6 separate regions of the Mus musculus genome follow, and regions 2, 3, 4, 5 and 6 are each linked to region 1. Evidence: chromatin contacts called from public HiChIP or PLAC-seq, Micro-C and promoter capture Hi-C data. All regions are on one chromosome and are shown on one strand. Each heading gives the region's core, a stretch centred on a gene start, on an enhancer-like site or on the middle of the called end of the contact. The rest is flanking DNA. Distances are from core to core; before and after follow the strand shown.

The links. Promoter capture Hi-C pulls out the DNA fragments that hold promoters and counts their contacts. Hi-C and Micro-C count contacts between places; a contact is called where the count stands out from the background. HiChIP or PLAC-seq counts read pairs in DNA pulled down with a chosen protein or histone mark. Capture Hi-C pulls out chosen DNA fragments and counts their contacts.
Region 2: a contact with region 1 is called in a Micro-C map of embryonic stem cells, with 1.7 times the contacts expected there. The contact joins the enhancer-like site here to the promoter of Mmp17 in region 1. A contact is called at or near these places in 3 of 39 promoter capture datasets (cranial neural crest, embryonic stem cells and hippocampal neurons), 1 of 15 datasets of contacts at CTCF or cohesin (embryonic stem cells), 2 of 484 Hi-C or Micro-C datasets (Sertoli cells and embryonic stem cells), 14 of 115 datasets of contacts at active chromatin or transcription factors (SST interneurons, VIP interneurons, astrocytes and 11 more) and 4 of 9 other capture datasets (adipose tissue, embryonic stem cells, liver and 1 more).
Region 3: a promoter capture Hi-C map of adipose tissue shows a contact between it and region 1. The contact joins the promoter of Sumf2 here to the promoter of Mmp17 in region 1. A contact is called at or near these places in 2 of 39 promoter capture datasets (liver and pre-B cells), 1 of 115 datasets of contacts at active chromatin or transcription factors (memory CD8 T cells) and 1 of 9 other capture datasets (adipose tissue).
Region 4: a contact with region 1 is called in an H3K27ac HiChIP or PLAC-seq map of embryonic stem cells, with 2.8 times the contacts expected there. The contact joins the enhancer-like site here to the promoter of Mmp17 in region 1. A contact is called at or near these places in 8 of 484 Hi-C or Micro-C datasets (the N1E-115 cell line, brain, cerebellar granule neurons and 3 more), 13 of 115 datasets of contacts at active chromatin or transcription factors (SST interneurons, astrocytes, cardiomyocytes and 8 more) and 3 of 9 other capture datasets (adipose tissue, embryonic stem cells and liver).
Region 5: a contact with region 1 is called in a promoter capture Hi-C map of liver, with 4 times the contacts expected there. The contact joins the promoter of Phkg1 here to the promoter of Mmp17 in region 1. A contact is called at or near these places in 3 of 39 promoter capture datasets (liver and neural stem cells), 4 of 115 datasets of contacts at active chromatin or transcription factors (embryonic stem cells, memory CD8 T cells and pancreatic cancer cells) and 2 of 9 other capture datasets (embryonic stem cells and pancreatic islet).
Region 6: a promoter capture Hi-C map of pre-B cells shows a contact between it and region 1, with 3 times the contacts expected there. The contact joins the promoter of Nupr1l here to the promoter of Mmp17 in region 1. A contact is called at or near these places in 3 of 39 promoter capture datasets (the HPC-7 cell line, liver and pre-B cells) and 2 of 9 other capture datasets (embryonic stem cells and liver).

The regions. Positions count from the first base shown.
Region 1 is chr5:129,582,812-129,586,171 of GRCm38.p6, forward strand. It overlaps Mmp17 (matrix metallopeptidase 17), which reads left to right and starts at 1,358. Exons shown (of 10, transcript NM_011846.5): 1 at 1,358-1,637. The coding sequence starts at 1,482.
Region 2 is chr5:129,297,232-129,300,521 of GRCm38.p6, forward strand. No RefSeq gene overlaps it. Among named protein-coding and RNA genes, the nearest start is that of Gm34145, 9.1 kb to the right of the region's middle. Within about 2 kb of position 1,875, at least 47 of the 459 cell types and tissues checked have an H3K27ac peak or open chromatin away from gene starts, as enhancers often do. A contact at or near this core is called in VIP interneurons, embryonic basal ganglia, embryonic stem cells and 2 more, where this site is marked.
Region 3 is chr5:129,845,269-129,848,779 of GRCm38.p6, forward strand. Sumf2 (sulfatase modifying factor 2) reads left to right here and starts at 1,722. Exons shown (of 9, transcript NM_026445.2): 1 at 1,722-1,818. The coding sequence starts at 1,728. Cct6a (chaperonin containing Tcp1, subunit 6a (zeta)) reads left to right here. Exons shown (of 13, transcript NM_009838.2): 12 at 315-387; 13 at 480-1,175. The coding sequence ends at 552.
Region 4 is chr5:129,268,591-129,272,038 of GRCm38.p6, forward strand. No RefSeq gene overlaps it. Among named protein-coding and RNA genes, the nearest start is that of Gm34145, 38 kb to the right of the region's middle. Within about 2 kb of position 1,776, at least 15 of the 459 cell types and tissues checked have an H3K27ac peak or open chromatin away from gene starts, as enhancers often do. A contact at or near this core is called in embryonic stem cells, where this site is marked.
Region 5 is chr5:129,877,665-129,881,393 of GRCm38.p6, forward strand. Phkg1 (phosphorylase kinase gamma 1) reads right to left here and starts at 1,424. Exons shown (of 10, transcript NM_011079.3): 1 at 1,267-1,424. Chchd2 (coiled-coil-helix-coiled-coil-helix domain containing 2) reads right to left here. Exons shown (of 4, transcript NM_024166.6): 4 at 3,497-3,729. The coding sequence ends at 3,722.
Region 6 is chr5:129,907,094-129,910,401 of GRCm38.p6, forward strand. It overlaps Nupr1l (nuclear protein transcriptional regulator 1 like), which reads left to right and starts at 1,447. Exons shown (of 3, transcript NM_026916.3): 1 at 1,447-1,828. The coding sequence starts at 1,499. The coding sequence ends at 1,807. It also overlaps a transcript of Zbed5 not described here.

The sequences.
Region 1 (3,360 bases), core at 108-2,607:
AAGGGATTATCCAGATTAGGTTAATTGAGATAGGAAGACCCATTTTTAACTAACTGTGGGCAGTACTGTTCCACGGGTTGATAGGGAGTTTGTTCCACATAGCTAAACACCCGGGAGATGCTACTGTCTTGTGGCTGCGCACTCTCTGTCTCTAGGGCTTTCTCGTGTCAAGGTCCTAACCCCCGCCCTCCCACCCCCCAACCCACGGACCCATCTCAAGCTGGTGCAGAATCTAATCTTCTCCCCAAACCACCCAGACCCCCGAGAGCAACAGGGTATGGATAGACACCAGCTGGGAGTTGAGGGAGGGAACTTTGCCTTCAAAGCAGGGAGTCACCCACCCTCTCCTTTAGAGGCATCATCTAAACCTCAGTGTCCGCGTGCAAACAATAAATAGACTGTAATCCTAACGACACCGAGGGACTAGAGAAACCCGCGGGGAAGGGGCTGGAGACCCAGCCGCTGGGGCGGGGGCTTGGGGTGGGAGGGCGCTGGTTTTGAACTCTGTCCCTTGGCCCAGCCAGTTTCCACATTGTCACTCCACATTGTCTCCTACTTAGGTATTATTTTCTCTGGACCTCAGTTTCTTTGTGTACAAATTGGGAACTATGGTTTCCACTTCTTACGGGTTGCGAGAAAGAAAATTTCATCTGTAAAGTGCTGAGCGGGTGCCAGATCCCAGCTAATGTTTGCTATTCATAGCCTCCCGGCTCACGGAGATAGAACGGGTCCAGCCCGCCGGAAGCATGGGGGGTTCACTCCCCGCCCCTCAAAACAAAGTCTCTTTTTTCACACCTGATGCAGACCCTCAGCAGCAGAGGCTAGATGCTCCCTGGCGGACTAAGGGGAAAAGGTGCTCTGTGCCCAAGGCTCCATACAGGACTCAGGTGTGCTCTCGGCCTAGTCTCCCGTCCTAAGCCCCTACTCCCGCCCACGCTCACCCATCCCATCCCACCCCATGCCCCCGCTCCCTCCTACGCTCTCTTGTATCACACTAATCCCCTCCCCCACCTCCGATCTCTCAGAATCGGGGTGCTTACTCCCACTCGCCCCAAGACTCTGTGGCCCGCGGGCTCCCCCGTGTGCCCATCACGCGCGCTGCAGCGGTCTTTAGGTCCTAAGTGACCTGAAACTAAACCAAGGGTTCTAGCAGGCGACCAGGGGGCGCGTCCAGAGGACGGCAGAGAACTCTAGGACACTCGCAGCCCGATCCGCCGGCTCCCTGTCTGCAGCAGTGCTCCAGCCTTCGGGGTGGGCAAAGCTTCTGTGCCATTACCGGGTCCCGCCCGCGCGGGGGCCCCTTTAAGGGAGTGGGCGGGGCGATGTTTATTAGCATACATTAGCATGGCCCTGCCCCGGAGGCGGGCGGGCGCGCGGCTCAGTCCCGCGGAGCGGAGCGGTGCGGGCGCGGAGCCGAGCGAGGCGCGGAGCTGGCTGCTGGCGGGTGCGGGGACCCTCGCCACCCGACCTGGGAGAGCGGGATGGGACGCCGCCCGCGGGGACCTGGGTCCCCCCGGGGACCTGGCCCTCCACGCCCCGGGCCGGGGCTGCCACCACTGCTGCTTGTACTGGCGCTGGCGGCCCATGGGGGCTGCGCAGCGCCCGCGCCCCGCGCGGAGGACCTCAGCCTCGGGGTGGTGAGTGAACGACAGGGGCACGGGACCCTGGGCACTCGGGAGCCGAGTCCCCAGGCGCTCACGAGGTGCAAGGGAGAAGGGAGACTCGCCCTTGCTCCTTTCGGAGAGGTGCGCGAATCCCGGTGAGGCGGGGGTGTGGGGGGGAACCCATTTTTAAGACAGAGAAACTGAGGCTGGGGCTCGGGCTGCTCGAGGCTCACGCTTGCAGGTCTAGGAGGATGCCGGTCCCTTTCCCGCTCCGTGCAGTCGTGCGCCGCAGCCGCGGGCGCCCCGGGGAGGTGGTCGCCCAGCCGGAGCCTGGTCTCTGGTTAAAAGCAGCTCCACAGAGACCTCTGGCGGGGTGACCGGTGTCACAGACGCCCGGAGCGGTGCGCCCCGCGAGCTTCGCGGCCGGAGTGGGAGGTCAGGGGCGCGCACCCCAGGCCGGGGACGCGCCTGTGGGCGTCCGGAAAACCTGGGGTTCCCGAGTTTGCCCCGCTGACGATGTTAGAAGAGCCTCCCGCACGGCGAGCGTGCCGCGACCCCGTCTCCCTCCTCCACCGGAGCGATCGGCCTTGTCCCGCCGGTGCGGGTGACAACCTCTGCTGTGTCAAGCCCGCTGCCGTCCCCATCCCGCCAACTCCCACTGCCAGAGCTTAGCTAGGCACTCCAGCTTGGGGACCCGGGTACCGGCTTCTTCCCACCTCTTGCCCACCCTCCTGACTGAAGTCGGGTTTGGAAACCCGCAGGAGACCCGGAAGGTTTCGATCAGACTTTATGGCTCCGCAGGCCCGCGAAGCCCTCTGCAAAGGCGCGCGCGGTGACTAGAGCCCGCTTTCGAGGAGGAGGAGGAGGCCCCGGCCTGGGTTCCTTAGATCTGGAGACCCGGCCAGGCGCGGCTTCCTGATTGGCACAAGCCAGCCAATATCCTAATGGGGTCCTGGCAGAGTCCGCTTTCCACGGGCGGTTGGCAACGAGGACTCCTACACCTCAGGTCTAGGCAAGGTGTCATGGAGATTTCCTGCTGGAGGAGACACTGGGGCGGGAGCAACCTCCAGTTTGGCAACATTTGCCCCTGGATCTGAGAGGGGCAGACTCTGCCACCCCCCAGGCATCTGAGGTGGCAGCGACCCATGCTTTCTCTGCCCACTTGCAGATGTCTGAGGGTCCCCTGAGGTGGCTTCTTCCCACTCCAGTGGCCTCTAAAATAGGGGTTCCTCACGTTCCTGATCCTAGGCTTTCATAGCTGGCTCCCCGATGCCATGAGCATTAGGACATCCAGACCCAGTTCTGGTGGGTGACAACAGAGTCCAGACGCACCCTCCCCCCCCCCCCCCCCCACACACACACCGTCTTCCTTCAAGCTTTCAGTGTATCTCTAACGGGACTGGTTAGGGGACAGGAGACAGAGCGAGGGAGGAGTCAGGGCGAGGGAGCCCCTGCCCATCCAAGTTCTTAATCAGGCCCAGTGTACTTAGGAAGTTTGCAGCAGCGGACCTCGGTGGTTGAGGTGGGGTTGGCTCCTCCCCCTGGCACCTGTGGGCTTCATCCGACTTTTCCCCTCCCCTACTGAGTTCCTGAGCACTCCAGGGTCACCAACCCACCAGCACCCTGAAGATCTCACTAACCAGGGTATGTGACTCCAGGCTTGCCAGAGGCAGCAAAACCCTGTCGTCCAATCCTGGGTAAGGCGGGAGGGTGCCGCAGGCAGCCTCCTGCCCAGGACAATACCCTCCCGGGTGTG
Region 2 (3,290 bases), core at 625-3,124, 290 kb before region 1:
CGCCAGCCAAAGCAAGTCGGGCAGTGGTGGTCCATGCCTTTAATCTCAGCACTCAGGAGGCAGAGGCAGGCGGATTTCTGAGTTCAAGGCCAGCCTGGTCTACAGAGTGAGTTCTAAGATAGCCAAGGCTACACAGAGAAACCCTGTCTTGAAAAAACCAAAAAACCAAACCAACAAATAAACAGAAACCCACCAAAGCCAAGGCTTGGAGCTAACCAGGCTATAGTCAGCATGGAGCTGGGACCCCACCAGTTTGTCCAGAGCCCTTCTAGGATAGTGATTCTCAACCTTGCTAATGCTGTGACCCTTTAATACAAACATGAATCCCCTTTTATTTTTTCTCCTGTTGTAGTGACCCCCCCCCCAAAAAAAAAAACCATAACATTATTTTGTTGCTACTTTGTAACTGTATTTTGTTGAATCCTAACAGAAATACTTTAGAGCTAGCAGCCTGCCGAGGGGTCCAGACCCACAGGTAGAGAATCACTGTTCTAGAGTCTCAGGAGTTAGGTCACTGTTGCTGGAGTCGGACAGAGAAGCAAGCTTTCTGGTCCATTACAGCTGTCCTCCGAGGCAGCATCCACAGGGTTTCCTGGAGGAGACCAAGTCGGTCCCTCTCCCACGAGTTGTGAGACACTGGCCTTATCTCTGCTCTCTGGCAGGAAGTTGAACAGCTTCCATCCTATTAATTACTAGGACAAAACCCAGAATCAAAAAACAAAACAAAAACAAACCAACACCAAAAAAGAAAAACCCATCTTGGATTTCAAGCTTTCGTTTTCTCTGAACACAGTTTAACTTCGTTTCCCTCCAGAATTAGAAATCCCATTACCAGCGCTTGCTCTGCTGTAAATGGCTAATTGCTGCCTCTCATTAATTAGCGAGAGGCCTGTGGCTGTGTCTCAGCCTCACAGCAGGAGGGGCAGTCACTCAGAAAATGAGGCTTGGGTGATGAAAATAGGCTGGCTGGCACACTGGGGGAGCCCGTGGGGAGAACATCTCAAGGGGACGAAATCCCAGCTGAGCAGGGACACAGAGACAGCACTCACTCTCTTCCCCTGAGGCCACCAGTGAGGGGCTCTGCACTCTGCTTGCTGGCTTGGTCTTCCCTGGGGACCCCCTAAGCTGGCCCAGGCCTGAAAGCTGGGGTGATACCTTGGGTGCTGGGTGGTGGTAGTCTCACTCATGTGTAGGTGGAGGGCTGGCCTCAGCCTTTGCACATTCAATCCCCTACTTGTCCCACTAACTGCCTATCAGGAGCTCCTGGATATTCTCCCATAGTTCAGATGGGAAAACTGAGGCCTACCAGAGAGGAAGACTGGATCAGCTGCTCCCCAACCGCAGTAGGGAAAGATTTGAACTCAGGCTGCTGGGACAGAACCTGCTGCCTGGCTTGGCTGTGCTCCCTCCTAGCAAATGGCTCCTGTCCTTCCAGATCCCCCCCCCCCCCCCCCCCAGATCTAGGCCCTTGACTGATCCTTACCAGGTTGTCGCTCACAAACAGCCCCTCAACAGAGAGGTCTGAGTCATCACCATGGTCACTCTGTGCGTACTGGGTGTCTTTGTGGAGTGTGAAAGCTACCCAGTTCCCTTCTGGGAACCAGCATTCTGAGGGCAGCATTCCTGCCAGAGGTTGCTGCCAGGGGGAGGGAGGGGGAAGAAGGAGGAGGAAGAGGAGGAGGGTGTTTAGGGCAAGGGCGAACTAGCCCCTACCCGACCCCTACTGGTAAGCAATAAGGTCCACTTCCACCCCAACATCCACCCCCAGTCAATCTGCTCCCAGGCTTTTTAGCAGGAAGATTCTTGGCCAGTGCTGAGCTTTCGCCCCAGCCTCCCTCACAGCAGGACCCCTGCCCCACCTCCTGTCCAGAGAACTGTGACCCTTTCCACTCTGTGGGCGGGGCTAGAACCAGACCTTCAGTGACCTCTGAAGAGCCTCACCGCAGCTGGCCGACCTTTATCCCCAAACCTTGCTGGGTGGAACCCTCAGCTAGTGGGAGGCTGTTCCCCTCACAGAGTGGCCTTGTCTCTCTCTCTCTGAAGGCTTTTCACATCTCTGTCCTCCCCCAGATGGTCCCGCTGTGGGGACGGTGTGTCCTCTGACCCCTGGTTCCCCCTTCTCTGGACAAGCAACAGGGGGCACAAGGGTTGCCAGTCTCTGCTTTCTATAACTGTCGGTTTTGTTTGTGATGTCCTTTCCCATCCAGCCCCTGCTGTAGGCAGGGATGAGTCACCAAAATCAGAGAAGGAATTGGTCAGTGAGGATGCGGAGCCACTCGCCAGCTTGAGGAGGCATCCACAATGCATTCCCTCCTCTTGACCTGTCCACACCCTGCTCAGAGTGACTCTCCCTACTTCCTGTCTGTCTCCCTACTCCACCCCCACACACTGTACATGTGAAATTTAAATAGCCCTGAGATGCAGGCATCTGGCCCACCAGGATGCTGAAATCCAGAGTCCCCAGTGGCTGAGACTTTAATACCAAGCCAACATGCCCTTCCTAGAGGGGGATAAAGCAACAGGGACCTACCCTACCTCTCTCTGCCCCAACTAAGCTCACCATAGCATGTGGGTTGCCTTAGTAACAGATGGATGGAACACATTCTAAACATTTGGAAATATTTTATAAGCCAAGACTTTGAGTTGCAAGTGGCTGAAGCCAGGGGGAGAGGGAGGGGAGAGGGGGAGGGGAGAGGGGGAGGGGAGAGGGAGGGGGAGAGGGAGGGGGAGGGGGAGGGGGAGGGGAGAGGGGGAGGGGAGAGGGAGGGGGAGAGGGACAGGGAGAGAGACTTAATCCCAGTTTTGAGAGAGAACCTTGAGTTGAACCCAGTGGAGTGTGCAGAGAGCTATTGGCATGGAGGAATAGCTTCCAATAGTCTTACCCTTCCTGTCAGGATCTCCTCACTATTCTCCCATAGTTCAGATGGGAAAAACTGAGGCCCAGAGAGAAAGACAGGATCAGTTGCTCCCCAACTGCAGTGGAGAAAGATTTGAACTCAGGCTGCTGGGACAGAACCTGCTGCCTGGCCTGGCTGTGCTGCCTCTTTGGGCTCCTGTCCTTCCAGATCCCCAGATCCTTCCTGCCAAGTTCCTCGGCTGGTAGAACAGTTGCTTCAATGGACCCAATTACTCAGGGTCCTCTTCATGCCTCCTGAGGCAGGATGCTACGGAAACTGATACAGGTAGCGTGACAGGGCCCAGGAGCCATTGAACGTATCTGTCACTTAACAGGGAGGGGATAATATAGCCACAAAGAGGACAGGGACAATCCGATAGAGGGGAAGACACTG
Region 3 (3,511 bases), core at 472-2,971, 260 kb after region 1:
AGTCTGCTAAGCAGTGAGCACTGACTGTAAGGCATTGCTAAGAGTGTTTGGAGAAGTCTTGGTTACTAATGGAAGAGTACTGTTCCTTTGTATTTAAAGTCCCTGAGGTTGACCTGATGCAGCCTGTGATCCTTTCAGAACTGAGGCAACAGGACCGCAGCCTGGATGCTGTCTTGCGCTGTAGTATAGAAAATTCTTATCTTTTGAAAAGGAAAAAAAAATATGGTCTCAATTGGCCCATGTTTTCTGTTTTAGAATTGGTAGGGTTCATAAAATATATGAAAAAAGCCTTTGGTGCTCTTGGTTATTTGCAGGTGAGCCGATGGTGGCTGCAGAGATGGGTGTGTGGGATAACTACTGTGTGAAGAAGCAGCTGCTACACTCCTGGTGAGTGTACACGATCATGGCGGCTCGCGGGCGGGCGGCAGACACAGCAGTTTGGGTTGATAGCTCATCTGTCCTCTCTTCCTCCTTTTCAGTACTGTGATCGCCACCAACATTCTCCTGGTCGACGAGATCATGCGAGCTGGGATGTCCTCTCTGAAGGGTTGAGGCCTGCCTGTGATACTACAGGATGTTGGGGGGAATGGTTATTTTTGTCCAAGCTTCAAGTGATTTGGAAAAAAATTTTCTCTTCCTGATTGGAGAAAAGAAACGGGACATTTGACACCTATTCAAATTATACTGTAAAATTTTATTTTATTTTTGCCTTGAGTATCTGAAGACACTCAAAGCAGCTCTTTTTCAACCCACTGAACAAGATGTTTTAGCTACACCGATACAAAAATTACATAAGATAAGCATGTTGTCTACCCTTGTTCCGTAAGTGTTCTTTGAAAGTTTGTAATGGTTTTCTCCTAAATAAGGCATGGTGACACATGCCTGTAAGCCTAGCCCTTTGGAAATAGTCCGGAATTTCTATGCCAACTCAGGCTACAGGAGACCCCAGGTCGAAAGAATAATTTGTTGTGGATGTATTTGAAATTATCCAGCCAACTCCCTGTTAAACATGTAAGATCCTTGCCAGTGTAAAACACATCTGGGTAATTTATGGGTTTCATAATGTCTAATAAATACTTAAAGAGTGAAGCTACTGGATCATTCACACTTGAAATGACTGAAAATGCTTCAGAAAAGCTAATAAAGCCAAGTTACTCCGTGGAGGCTGGAAGGTCAGAACTCTGCCACCCAACTTCCAGACATGGGAACACAAGAGGCTGAGAGAGTTACACATTTAACAGCCAAAAGGACGGTTGTTGAAGAATAAGGGTTTGGGTGAAACAAGATTTTTTAGGCTATTTTCTATCTTGGTTTTGCATCATACCTGTAACAGCTTATCTCTTTGGTTTTCATGTACTTGATTTTATGTGTGATACTTGGGGAGAGGGGCTGGCTCCGTATTCCACAGTGAGTGAGTGAACAGCTCAACTGAATAGAGGAAAATATCTGGGTGGAGAGTTGGCTCAGCTACGTACTACTGGTTCTCACAGACAGGCAGTTAGTGCCCAGCACCGTGGGCAACTTCTAGCCAGCTGAGACTGCAGCACATTGGACCTGCAAGGGTGTTAACATCACACAAAAGCAGTCAGATAAAATCAGAGTAGGATGGGTGTGGGCCTGTGTTCATTCATGGGCGGGCCTGACAGGCAAGCTCCCAAGGAGCGCCCTGCCATTGGTCACTGAGTCAGTGCGAGTGCGCAGGCGCGAAGAAGCGCCCGAGCAGACGCATGCGCTCTGAGTTCTGGTTCCCCAGCATGGGTTCCTTGCTCCCTCCGGTGTTGCTGCTGTGGCTCCTGTCCTGCCCCAGGCTTCAGCTAGGTCAGTGTGTGGCTCTGTGCCTATATCACCCTTATCCTTGAACACCTGAAAGTGACTGTATCCTGCGCTCTAGATGCTACCCTAACCTCGGAGGGGGTTTGCAGGGTCTCGGGCTACTTGCTGGGGCTGGCCATCATGAAACTGCACTTTTTCTTTTTTTTTTTCTTTTTTTGAAGCAGGGTCTCTTCTGGTATTCAGCCCTGTCTGGGGCGTTGGGAGTAAGGCATTCTGATTTTCCTTTTCTCCATTTCCATGTCTTGAGCTGGTGCACTCGTGTGACTCGTAGCTTTTATTTGTAGAAAGCTTTGAAAGTTAAAGATACGCTTAAGTCACATACATAGTAATCGGATACTCAAAATGTTGTTTAAATGCACCTTTTATCTCTAGTTACTTTTGGATTCAGTTTTTCTTAGGATATTTTATGTGTATGAGTGTTTTGCAACCTCGTATATAGGTGCACCACGAGGGTGTCTGGTGCCGGCGGAGGTCAGGTTGGATCCCTACAACAGAAGAAACATGGTTATAAACCACTGCTTGGGTGCTGGAGACTGAAAACGGAGCGTCTTCGAGAGCAACAGGAGCTCTTATATACTAATATCCTATTTTATTTTATACTTGAGGCAGAGGCTCAACTATGTCGCCTTGTCTGGCCTGGAACATAGACCAGGCTAACCTCAAATTCATAGAGATTCAAGCACTCTCTCAGCTAAGCTACGGCGCAGAGGCCCCTTGTTTAGGGGTTTGGTTTTTTTTTTTGGGGGGGGGTGAGGGTGGGTTATTTATTTATTTAATTATTTATTTATTTATTTTGGTATAAAGGTCTTGACTGTGTAGCCCTAGCTTGTCTTGAGCTTGTGATCTCCAGCGACAGCTTCTTTAGAATTGGGATTATAAGGCATAAAATATGGTCTTAGATTGTAGTTTGTTATGTGACAGAATCTCACTATGTAGACCAGGCTGGCCTCAAATCACAAAGATCCATCAGTTTCTGCCTCTGTATGCTGGGGCTTAGAGGTGTCCACTTTTTATGTATGTGTTTGTGTGCCGTGAGTGTACAGATACTGGCAAAGGACAGAAGATTTAACCTGGTCCTTAAAAAAAATTTAATTTTGGCTTTTAGAGACAGAGTTTCTCTGTGTATCCTTGGCTGTCCTGGACTCATTCTGTAGACCAGACAGGGCTCAAACTCAGAGAAATGCCTGCCTCTACCTTCCAAGTGCTGGGATTAAAGGGCCACCACTGCTCAACCCTAAAAATATTTTTTAAAATGTTAGTTTGTTAAATTACAATCAAACTACAGTTTATATTGCAGCTTGATATTTCATTCCCCTTTAATTTGAGATCTCCCTACTCACTCGGTTTTTTTTGCCCTCTCGGGATTATTCTTGAGATGGGTAGAATTGTATCAGAATGAGAAGAGGGTTAAATATAAGACCCTGAAAAGCAGGGTCTGGTTGCTTATACACCTTTAATCTCTTGAGAGGCAAAGGTAGGTAGATCTCTGTGACTGCCAAGCAAGGCTAGTCCATCTATATAGTGATTTCTTTTCAGGCCAGCCCAGGGTTGGAGTGGGGTGGGAGTAGGGTGACCTTGTCATCAAAAACTAAAATAAGGGAAAAAAGCAACTAATTTTAAAATGAGAAGCTAGGGTCGAGCACCACATAGCATATGTGAGACCCTGGTTTCAATTCCC
Region 4 (3,448 bases), core at 526-3,025, 310 kb before region 1:
ATAAGGCTTTTATCCTTCAGGCTGAGTCTCCGGAAGGCTCTGCTGAGCCTGCATTTCTCCCCGCCGAGAGTTTGCAGCAATTATCACCCTGATTGATGCTGTGCTGTTTCCTTCTGTGATTTACAGCTAGCAAAGCTGCCGCTGTGACCGGGTGTTTGCGACACAGCCATGGCTTTACTCCCGGCACTGGAGCACTCACTGCTTCCAGAAGCCTAACTGCATTCTGGGGATGGGAAAGAAAAGCCCTATGGCTGGGTTGGGGCAGGCGGGACTCTAGGCTTCTGCATATAGGAGAGTCTGCCTCCAGAGCTGGAGGCTTGGGGCTCAGAGGGACAGGGAGGTTTCACTGTGAGGCTCAGACTCAGTTTCTCCTGTGAAGGGTGGACAATTGTCATGATTTCAGAGTGGCCTCTCAGAGGGGAATGTGGTGGTCCTGTTGTGGTGGCTGAAGTGGATGGATCCTGACATATCGTGAATGGTGGGGGCTTCTAGCAAGGACACATCTCAGCTCAAGAAACATGGCAGGGACATGCTGCTGTAGCTGTCCCTGTCACTGATCTGGAGCCAGTCAACTGAGAGCTTCCCGTACCCCATATCCAGAGACACAGAGTCAAGCTGGTAGCAACGGGAGGCTAAGAAGGGGACTCTGTGACTCTGTGGCTGGCCAGCATGATGGGGCAGTGTCCAGAACACATACCTTTCTCTTCCCTTTCTCATCCACCATCCCCTGCAAAGTCTAGTCTCTGCCTTTCCCACCATTCCTTCTTCCTCTCTGGGGGGCAGCTACCCTATACCTCACTGGCCTACCTTGCTCTGGGTTCAGCCCATCTTCCATGTCTATCTATCCCTCCAGACTCCCTCACTGTCCATACCAAGACTATTCCAGTTTCATCCTTCACCCCAAAATCAATGGGGCTGTTCGTGGCCCAGGAACTTGTCCCCTGAAGGAATTGCTTGAGGCCCCAGCTCCTGCCACCAGTATCTCCCTCTTTCCTCGCTTCTGTGTAAAAAGCCTTTTTCTTGGTCATATCCCTCGGAGCCAGTTTCCCTCAACTTGATGCAAATCAAGATGGGGACCCTCAGAGCGCCCAACCATCCTTATCAGGAGCCCCAGCTGCTAGGACTCCTGTTGTAGGTTAGCTATTTCCTACCTCGAGCACTTTCTGCGCTGATTCATGTGGTGGGAACTCTCTGAGATCTCGGGAAAGGTTTTGGGTGCCAACGTGTCCTGAGTCTTAGCCACACAGTCTGCAAGCCTGGCCAAGCCCGCACCTTGTTTTCCTTTAAATCTGGACTCCTTTCTCTTCACCAAGTGCATGGCCATGACCAGACACTCACAGAGGGATTGAATACAGTACTTCTGTCTCTCTGTAACCCTTGGGGACTGGCCTAATCCTGGACAGGCTGACTTTGTGTTCAAGGTGACTTAGAGCTCCATTCACCAGGGCCAGTGTGTCACTAAATTAGCCCCAGCTCAGTACTCTACCTGATGGGTTGCTATGGCACCCGTCGTCATAGCCCCAGGCACCAGAGCCTTCAAGGAAGGGTGCATCTTGTGGGGGTGGTGGGAGGAACACAGGGGGCATCTCTCTTAATTTTAGCAACAGCATCCTGCACTGCTGGATGATACCTGCTGCTAACCAAAGGACATCTGAGCCGCGTTCTCACCTAGCTCTGACTTTTTGGCTTAATCCAGCCTGCCACAGTATAGCTATGAGAGGTAATTATGAGGGACAAAGGACAGGGTGGGGCTGTCACAACTGGAGCTTCTGCAAGACAATGGAAAATGCTTTCAGAGTGAGGTGCACCAGGACCGGAAAAACTGCTGCAGCAGGTGTTAGTGAGCCTTGGGAGGAGCTGAGGAGAGAGAAGTGGGGTAGGGGTGGGGGCAGGGCTCAGGGCCAGCACAGCCTCCCTGGAATCCAGAGAAAGATGCACTGTGTATATATCAGGTGCTCCAAGGATAAGGAGAGTGCCACTTGCTAACCAACATACAGGGTCACTTCCCCCGGGGACACTTCGGGGATCTTCCCAAATTCTAAGTAGGTACTTTCTTCTTCTTTTCTCTGATGGGGTAGAAAGGGAAGAAGATGCCAGACACTTCTTCTTCCATCGCCCTACCCTGCTGACTTGACCCCATGGAGGTTGTGGAAGACCGTGGCAGGAGGGATCAGGGCCTGGTTGCTGGAGCTATTCCTGTACAGTTGGCATCTCCAGGGTCTGACCTGTGTACCAGCCTCTCCCACCCGTGATGAATTCTTCCCTGTTCACAGTGAACCTCTCATTACCTCGGCCTCTGATAATTATAGTTTTCCCCACTGACATAACTGTGAAACTCCTCTCTCTGCAGAGGAGTCCATCCTGGCTAACGCTGGACACTGAGAGTCCAGCCGACTGACACCCACCCGGATCCTGGTTTCATTTCTATTGCTATGCTAAGATTTCCTGACCAAGCACAATGCAGAGGATCAAGGATTTATTTGGCTTCTAGTTCCAGCTTGCAGCCAATCACTGCAGAGCAGTGAAACAAGAACTTGGGACAGAGAGTCACAACATATCCAAGAGAGGAGAGAGGGTGAATGTTTGCATGGTTAGTGCCCCGCTAACTTCTCTACATTTGCAGTCCAGGACCAAAACCGCAGGGATAGTACCACCCACTTTCAAACTAGATCCTCCCACATCAATTAAAGCAACCAAGATAACACCCCAGAGATGTGCCCTTGGGCCAACTTGATCCCGACAGTCATTGGTCTTCCTTCCCAGGTATTCAAGCTGGTAATTTAACCAACCCAGCTCTTCAGTGTGGAGGCACAGAATGGGCAGGTGTGCAGGCTGCGCTGAAACCTCCTGGGTGACTTCAGTCACATAAAGCCAGGCTCAAAGCTCAGCATTAGCGTGAGGTTAGCCAAAGCCAGTCACAGAAGCTATGGCTATGATTATCACTCTGTGGAAGCGTTGACCAGGTTGCGATGCAGTTCTTGAACATTGGACAGAAGGCCCTGGTTTCTTTGTGCTATCTGCGATGTGCTGGTTACATACTTTCTGGAGTCTGGAAAGCCAGCCCTCCGGATCACACTGTTAGAAGTTGCCATGGTTCCGGGACTCTGACTCCAGGTGTCAGTGTGATGCGTGGAGGTCAGAGAATGAAGCAGAAAGCAAGGACAGAGACACCTTCGGCTCCCATATAACTTATTTCATTGTGGGTTTAAGTAATTAATTTATGGTCATGGTTGGGTTTAATAATCCGTGGGTAATTTCTGATGCTTGGGCAAGTTAGCTCACAGGAGCCTGTGTGAATTAAGCCTAACACCAACAGCTATAGCACACACGATCTCAGCCCCCTAATAGCCTCCACACCCATCCCCAGCATCCACTGACCCAGAACCCATAATCCTTACCTAGTACATGAGCGCAGTACCCTTGGCCTAGTCCTTACTGATCAAACTCG
Region 5 (3,729 bases), core at 174-2,673, 290 kb after region 1:
GGCATGAGTCGGTTACTCTTATTTCTACTTTGCTTTAAAAAAAAAATTTAATTTTATGTGTCATGGTATCTGTGTGAAGGTGTCGGATCCCCTGGAACTGGAGCCGAGGGCAGTAATGAGCTGCCACGTGGGGGCTGGGATTGAACCCAGGTCCTCTGGAAGAGCAGCCAGTGTTCTTAACCACCGAGCCATCTCTCCAGCCCGTCTTATTTTTATCTTTAGGTGCTAGGGATAAAACCCAGGGTGTTGAGTATGCTAGGCAAGCACTCTGCCACTGACTGAGCTGAGCTATGCCCCACCCCCACCGCCACCGCACCACATCCCCCACAGCCCTGAGTCAGGGTGCTCAATCTTGGATGTGGAGAAGCTAAGCTGGCCTATCTTGTTCCAGGGACATAGAGGCTCCTACCAGGAAACTGAATTCCTGCTCCAGACCCAGGGTTTGAGAAAGGCAGAAAAATCACCCAGCAATAGGAAGAGGCAAGCAGGCAAAGGGTACATGCTTCATGTCCACTTCCAAGAAAGCTTGGTCTCCCAAGGGGCCCAATTTGCTGACCAGCCAAGCGGCAGTGCTGGCTGCCTCAAGCTGGCCTTTGCAGGAAGCCTGGTGTCCAGCGACTGGGTGCCTGGTTACCAGAAGAAGGTTTAGAATAACAACTGTCTCCTTTGCCAATAGCAGGAAACAGGCCTGTGTGCTGACCCTATCAACAGCCAACAGAGCCTGAAGGTGTTAGTATGCCTTGAAAAACAAGCCTGTTTGCTGAAAGGCCATTCTAAAGGCCCAAGATGGGCATGTAATGCCCCTCACTTATTATCTAGGCACAGCAGATCCCTTGCGTGATTGAGTTCAGAGCAATTCTTGGCTCACACCAGGATGCCAGCCTGAGCCAGGCTGGTCAAATTCTGGCTGTGTTTACCCTTTCTGATAATATACGTGTGTCCATCTCCCTGTTCTTAAGGCCTGACTTGAGCCAACCATGGATCTGGATTTACTGTTTCATTATCCCCTGACACTTGTTCCAAGACTCCCTAGGGGTGTGGAGGTGTTCTAAATGAGAATAGATAGTCTAATGTTTTGGAATTTGATATCCCAGAAAGCTAATCAGAGAACACAACCGATCCATGATCTGTAGGTAACTGCCTGACAGGTGCTCTGAGAATCCGTGCTCTCCCAGGATTAAGGGGAAATGGGTCAAACAGACCTGGAAGGGGTTCCTGTCTTTGCCTCACAACCCCATTGCTCCCATCTACTGCCTGGCTACTCACCGTGAGGTCCTTGTAGGCCCTTGAATGGAAGTGACAAGAATTCCAAAGGTCCTGGAGCCCTTGGGAGACAGCAGACCACAAAGGGCTGAAGCTGTGTCCTGAGCAGACACTTATTGGAGTTGCTGTCTTGCTCCTCTTGCGGAACTTTGGTACTTGGTGATGGAAGGCTGGCCTGCCAAAAATAAATCACAACTGCAAACCTGGGATGCAGGCCAAGGTCCAGCAGGGCTAGGCCTGGGGCAGAACTACATCAGGGGTGACACCTGGCGGAGCCTGGGGAAAGCACATGTGGCAGGGATAAAGCAAATGGCTCAGAGGAGACAAAGCCTTTTGGTTTTTTTTAAATATTGGCTTTTGCTGAGCCAATGTGTTGGAGAACACTTAGGAGGCAGAGGCAGGTAGATCTTTTGAGTTTGAGTGATTTCCACAACAGCCAGAGTTAGACATAGAAACCTGGTCTGGAGAAACCAAAGACAAACAAGCAAACTTTTAATTATGTGTATGAGTGTGTATTTCTTAGTTAGGGCTTTACTGCTGTGAACAGACACCATGATCAAGGCAACTTTTTTTTCTCTACCCCCTCTCCCCTCCCACACCTCCTAATAGTGCCACTCCCCAGACCAAGCATATACAAACCATCACAGCATATCTATCTGTATGTGGATATGAGTATTAGTGCCTGCCCAAGCCAGGTGTTGGGTTTTTCTGCAGCTGGAATTATAGCTGGTTGTTTGCTACATGGGTGCTGGAGATCGAATTCTGGAAAAGCAGTTTATGATCTTAAGGAATGAGCCAGGTTCTCTAGCCCTGTTTTTTTTGCGATTTTATGTGTATGAGTCTTTTGCTGGCAGTATGTATCTGTAATACAGGAATGTCTTATATGCTCAGACATCAGCGAGGGCATTAGACCCCCCCCCCCAGAACTGGAGTTACAGACCATTATAGCCACTATGAGTATGGAAAACTGAACTCAGGTCCTCTGAAAGAGTAGCAAGTGCTCTTCACATGAGCCATGCATCTCTCCAGCCTGGCAACACCAGCTTTGAAAGGAATACATTGTTATTTTTTGAAGACAAGAGTCTTTTATTTGGAGATAGGGTTTCTCTGTATAGTCCTGGCTGTATTGGAATTCACTCTGTAGACCAGGGTGGCCTTGAACTCAGAAATTTGCCTGCCTCCTCTGCCTCCCAAGTGCTGGGATTAAACTCGTGTGCTACCATTGCCCAGTGAAGACAAGACTCTTATTACACAACTCTGACGACCCAGAAACCGTGCAGACCAAGAGGCCTCCACACTTGCACTCCTGCTTCTGCTTGTGTGTTGGCACTATAGGGTGCAACACCAAGCATGACTTTTTTTTTTTAAGTTTTTTATTTTATGTATGTGAGTACACTGTAGCTGTCTTTAGACATACCAGAGGAGGGCATCGGATGCCATTACAGATGGTTTGTGAGCCACCATGTAGTTGCTGGGAATTGAACTCCATGTTTTTGTTGTTGATGTTTGGCTGGTTTTTGTGTGGGACAGGGTTCTCTGTGTAGCCCCAGCTGTCCTGGAGCTCACCCTGTAGACCCGGCCAGCCTCAGACTCTCAGGGATCCACCGGCTGTGATCCCAGAGCTGTGATTAAGTGTGCACTACCACGCCTGGCTACAGGATGGTTTTTAACTGGGTATGGTGGCACAAGCCTCTAATCCCAGCACTTGGGAGGCTGAGGCAGGATAGGCCATTTACACAGATCTGGACTATATAGGGAGACCCAACGGCTTGCGTACGCTGCCTCCATGCAGACACGCAGTGTCACGTGGCCATCGGAGGTCTCAGTAATGTCTACCTGCTTACCACTTACTTAGCTACTTGGTTTGTTGGCATGGCTGAAGACAGGACTCAAGCCTGGTGAATACTAGACAAGCCTGCTGCAGCTGAGTATCACACCAGCTCCCTGACACATCACAATTAGCATGTGATCAAAGTTAAAAAATATATATATATATATCTCTGTCTCCTGGGATTAAAAGCATGTACCACTTTACCTGGGCCTAAGCTTTTCCTAGATTCGATGCCTCCAGATCAGAAAGCTGTGTTTTTGATGAGGAACTGTATTAAAAGGCCAGAGCACTAGGAAGGCTGAGCACCTCTGGACTAGACGAATGACAGGCATAGAGAATGGCTTCTCTTAGGATGCTACTATGTTCACCAGGCACACACAATAAGGACGCTACCACACACTTCAGAATAACCAATTTATTTTTTTTAACTCACAATCACAACACAGTCCAAGGAGGCCAAACACTTCCCCAGTAACCAACACTACATACAAGCCTCAGTAAGCATCCACAGTTAGATCTCTTTCACGGCCATTCCAAAGCAATGAACTGTTAGAAATATAAGGGTCCACACTTGTACTATCAATTATACAGAACCAATGTTACATCTCTTCAGCTTGAATTTCTTGATTACATTA
Region 6 (3,308 bases), core at 197-2,696, 320 kb after region 1:
AACACCCCACCATCCCGAGAGAAAACCACACCTGATGCAAGCTGCAAGAGGTTTTATTATCAGCTAGCTGAGGACGAACCCCTGGAGCCTCGCAGGGCAGGGGAGTTCGACCCCAGAGGTGACAGTAGGGGGCTTTTAACAGCTAGCTGAGGAATTGGGAGGAGTTGGGAGGAGTTCTTCTCTTCCGGGTGTCCTTGGTGACAAGACAGGAGTGGGGAGTGAGTTCTTTCTGAATTTTTATCTCTGTGTCCTCGGCACAGGAAGGCCGGCATCTCTGGTTGTACAGTATAGAAACAAAAAAGCCTTTTGCTGGCTATAGAGAACAAAGAGCTTCTTTCTAGCTGTATTTTTAAAGATCAGGGAAAACAAGCTTGGGGAAATGTTTTAGGGGTTTACCTTTCAGGGAGAAATGCTTTAAGCCAGGGTCTCACAACATCCATGTGCACACACATTACTTTTACATTTACATGCATTTATTTGTGTGAATGAGTGTTTTGCCTGCTTGTATGTATGCCCCAGGAAGCCAGAAAAGGGCTTCAGGTCCCCTGGGACTGGAGATGTAGACAGTTTTGAGCTACCATGTGAGTGTTGGGAGTAGAACCCAGATCCTCTGCAAGATCATAACCACTAAACCCTCTCCAGCCCCTTGGCTCTAACATGCTACTTGTGATGTTTAGTAAGTCTGTCTTCTTAACTTATGAAGCATGCCTTTGTGTAGATTTGTTGAGGGAATTTCCAGAGATTATAGATTGGAGAGAGACAACCCACCTTGAATGTAGCTGCATCATCAGTAGGCTGGGAACTTGAATAAAAATGGAGGGGGGGGGGTACCAAAAAAAAAAAAAAAAAAAAAACACAAGCAAGATGCTAGAATTCCCCTTTCTTTGCTTCCTAATGGACGAATGCAGATTGAATAAGTAGCCTCAAGATCCTGCCCACCGTGTCTTAGCTGATTGTATTCTCAAACGATGAGCCAAAAAAATAACCTTCCCTAAACAGATTATTGCCAAACATTTGGTTATAACAATGAAATAGTAATGTCGTGAAGAGAATTTTCTTGTCACAAGAACAAAGTTAAAGCAATTCAGCAAGCCAGTTTTCTTTTTGCACAAATGAACCCAAACTAGGCTAGCAAATTCATTTGGCCAGAGCTCCTCGTCTTTTATCGCAGTGTTAGGATTATAGGTGTGTGCACAACCACACCTGACTTATACAGTGATGGGGATGGAACCCAGGCCTTTGTGCATGCTAGCACTCTACTGAGTCACATTCCCCAATTCCGTCCCTTCAGGTTTTAACCAGCGAAACCAGGTTTATTATACTTATTTACAATTCGGACCCCGCGAAGAAACACAATTCCGCATCTGGAACAAAGAAGCATGGAAGCCACGCCCCCTGTGAGGTCACAGAGCGCTCCCTACAGCGGAGCCAATAGGAGCACTGGGTGGGGCATTCCGGCGGAGTGACCAGCGGCGGCGGCGGGCGGAGCGCATCGGCGATGGACCCTCCAACTCGTCCTTCTGTCTCCGGCCCAAGGACTCGAGCCCGCCCGCCGCCGCCGGAGGCGCTGCCCACCGTCGGCTTCGAAGAGGAGGTGTACGACTGCCTGGATTACTACTACCTGCGTGACTTCCCGGCCTCTGGGGCTGGACGCAGCAAGGGCCGGACGCGGCGCGAGCAGCAGCTACGCACCAACTACCCGGTGCCCGGCGGCCACGAGCGCAAGGTGGCGCAGATACTGCTCAACGGGCAGCGCAAGCGGCGCCAGCGCCAGCTGCAACCGCGGCCGCGCACACGCCTGGCCTGAGCACACGCCACGCTTGAGCGGGTATGGGCAGGCGGAGCCCATTGGTGTTGGGTAGGGAGTAGAATGTATATCTCAGGTCGGCCTCGAACTCAGTGTGTAGCAGAGGATTACCTTGGACTCCAGATTGTCCTGCATCCAGCTTCCATGGATGGGCTGGGATGCTAAGACATGAGCCACAATGTCCAATTCTTTTTTTACTCTCTTCTCTTTTCCTTTCCTTTTCTTCTCATTTCTGACACTGTCTCCTAAACTGACCTCGAACTCATCACCCCTCCAGCGTTTACCTTAAAATGCTAAAGTTTCAAGCATGGGCCATGATTCCCTGCTGTGTGGTTTTGTTTTATTGATGATGCCCGTAGCCCAGGATTCCATGGTGTGTAGCAAGCCTCAGCTTCTCTAGTCCTGAGATGACAGGTCTGGCCACCATATTCACCTGTCATCTGCTTCTGAGACTTCCCAGCGTTAATCATAACTGTGCTGGCTCCCGATCCCCGACCCAGGGGTTTCCCGGCTGCTGGTGAAAGTCTCCACCGTTTGGAAGTTTGCAATTGTGTGAGAAAAGTCTACATTGGAAATATAGGGAAATGTCCGAGGAAATCCATCTTGGCAGGGTGGCTCACACCTGTAATCCATCTCCAGCCTCTGTGCTCAGGAGACCGCTGGAATTGGAGGCCAACCAGGAACACTCTTTGAGGCACTGTCCCAAAACAAAACTGCCCCTCCTCCTTGTTTGCTTCCAATTGCTGTAATAAACACCGTGAACTTTTGCTTGCAACTTGGGCAGGAAAGGGGTTGTTTCACCTTAAAGCTTACAGCCCTTCCTGAAGTCAGGGCAGGAACCCAGAGGCAGGAACCGGAAGCACAGTTCCCAGAGGTTCATGTTCAGTTACCTTTCTTGTACCTCCCAGGACTATCAGCCCCGGGTGATACCGCCCACAGTGAGCTGAGCGTTGAGAAAAATCCCCGCACTGACTTGTCTCTGACCAGTCTTACAATAGAGGTATCTTTCCAGATGACTCTAGTTTATGTCGAGTTGACAGAACCAAAACCCAGCAAGCCAGCAGACAGAAACTGGGCATGATAGTGCCCACCTCTATGCCTCTTTGAACTAGCAAAGTGAAAGAGTGGGTCAGAAGTTCAAGGTCAGAGGCTGGAGAGATGGCTCAGCCATTAAGAGCCCTTGCAGCTCTTGCCTTTTAGGATCCCCGCACCTGTATTAGATGCCTCGTTACCGTCCATAGCTCAAGTTCAAGGGGGATCCAACACCCTATTCTGCCCTGTGAGGACGCTGCATGTATATCACACAGACATACGCGCACTTAAACACATAAAAATGAACAAGACATTTAAAAGTTCAAGATTGCTGGGCGGTGGTGGCGCACACCTTTAATCCCAGCACTTGGGAGGCAGGGGCAGGCAGATTTCTGAGTTTGAGGCCAGCCTGGTCTACTGAAGGGCTCCAAAACATCCAGGGCTACACAGAGAAACCCTGTCTCAGGAA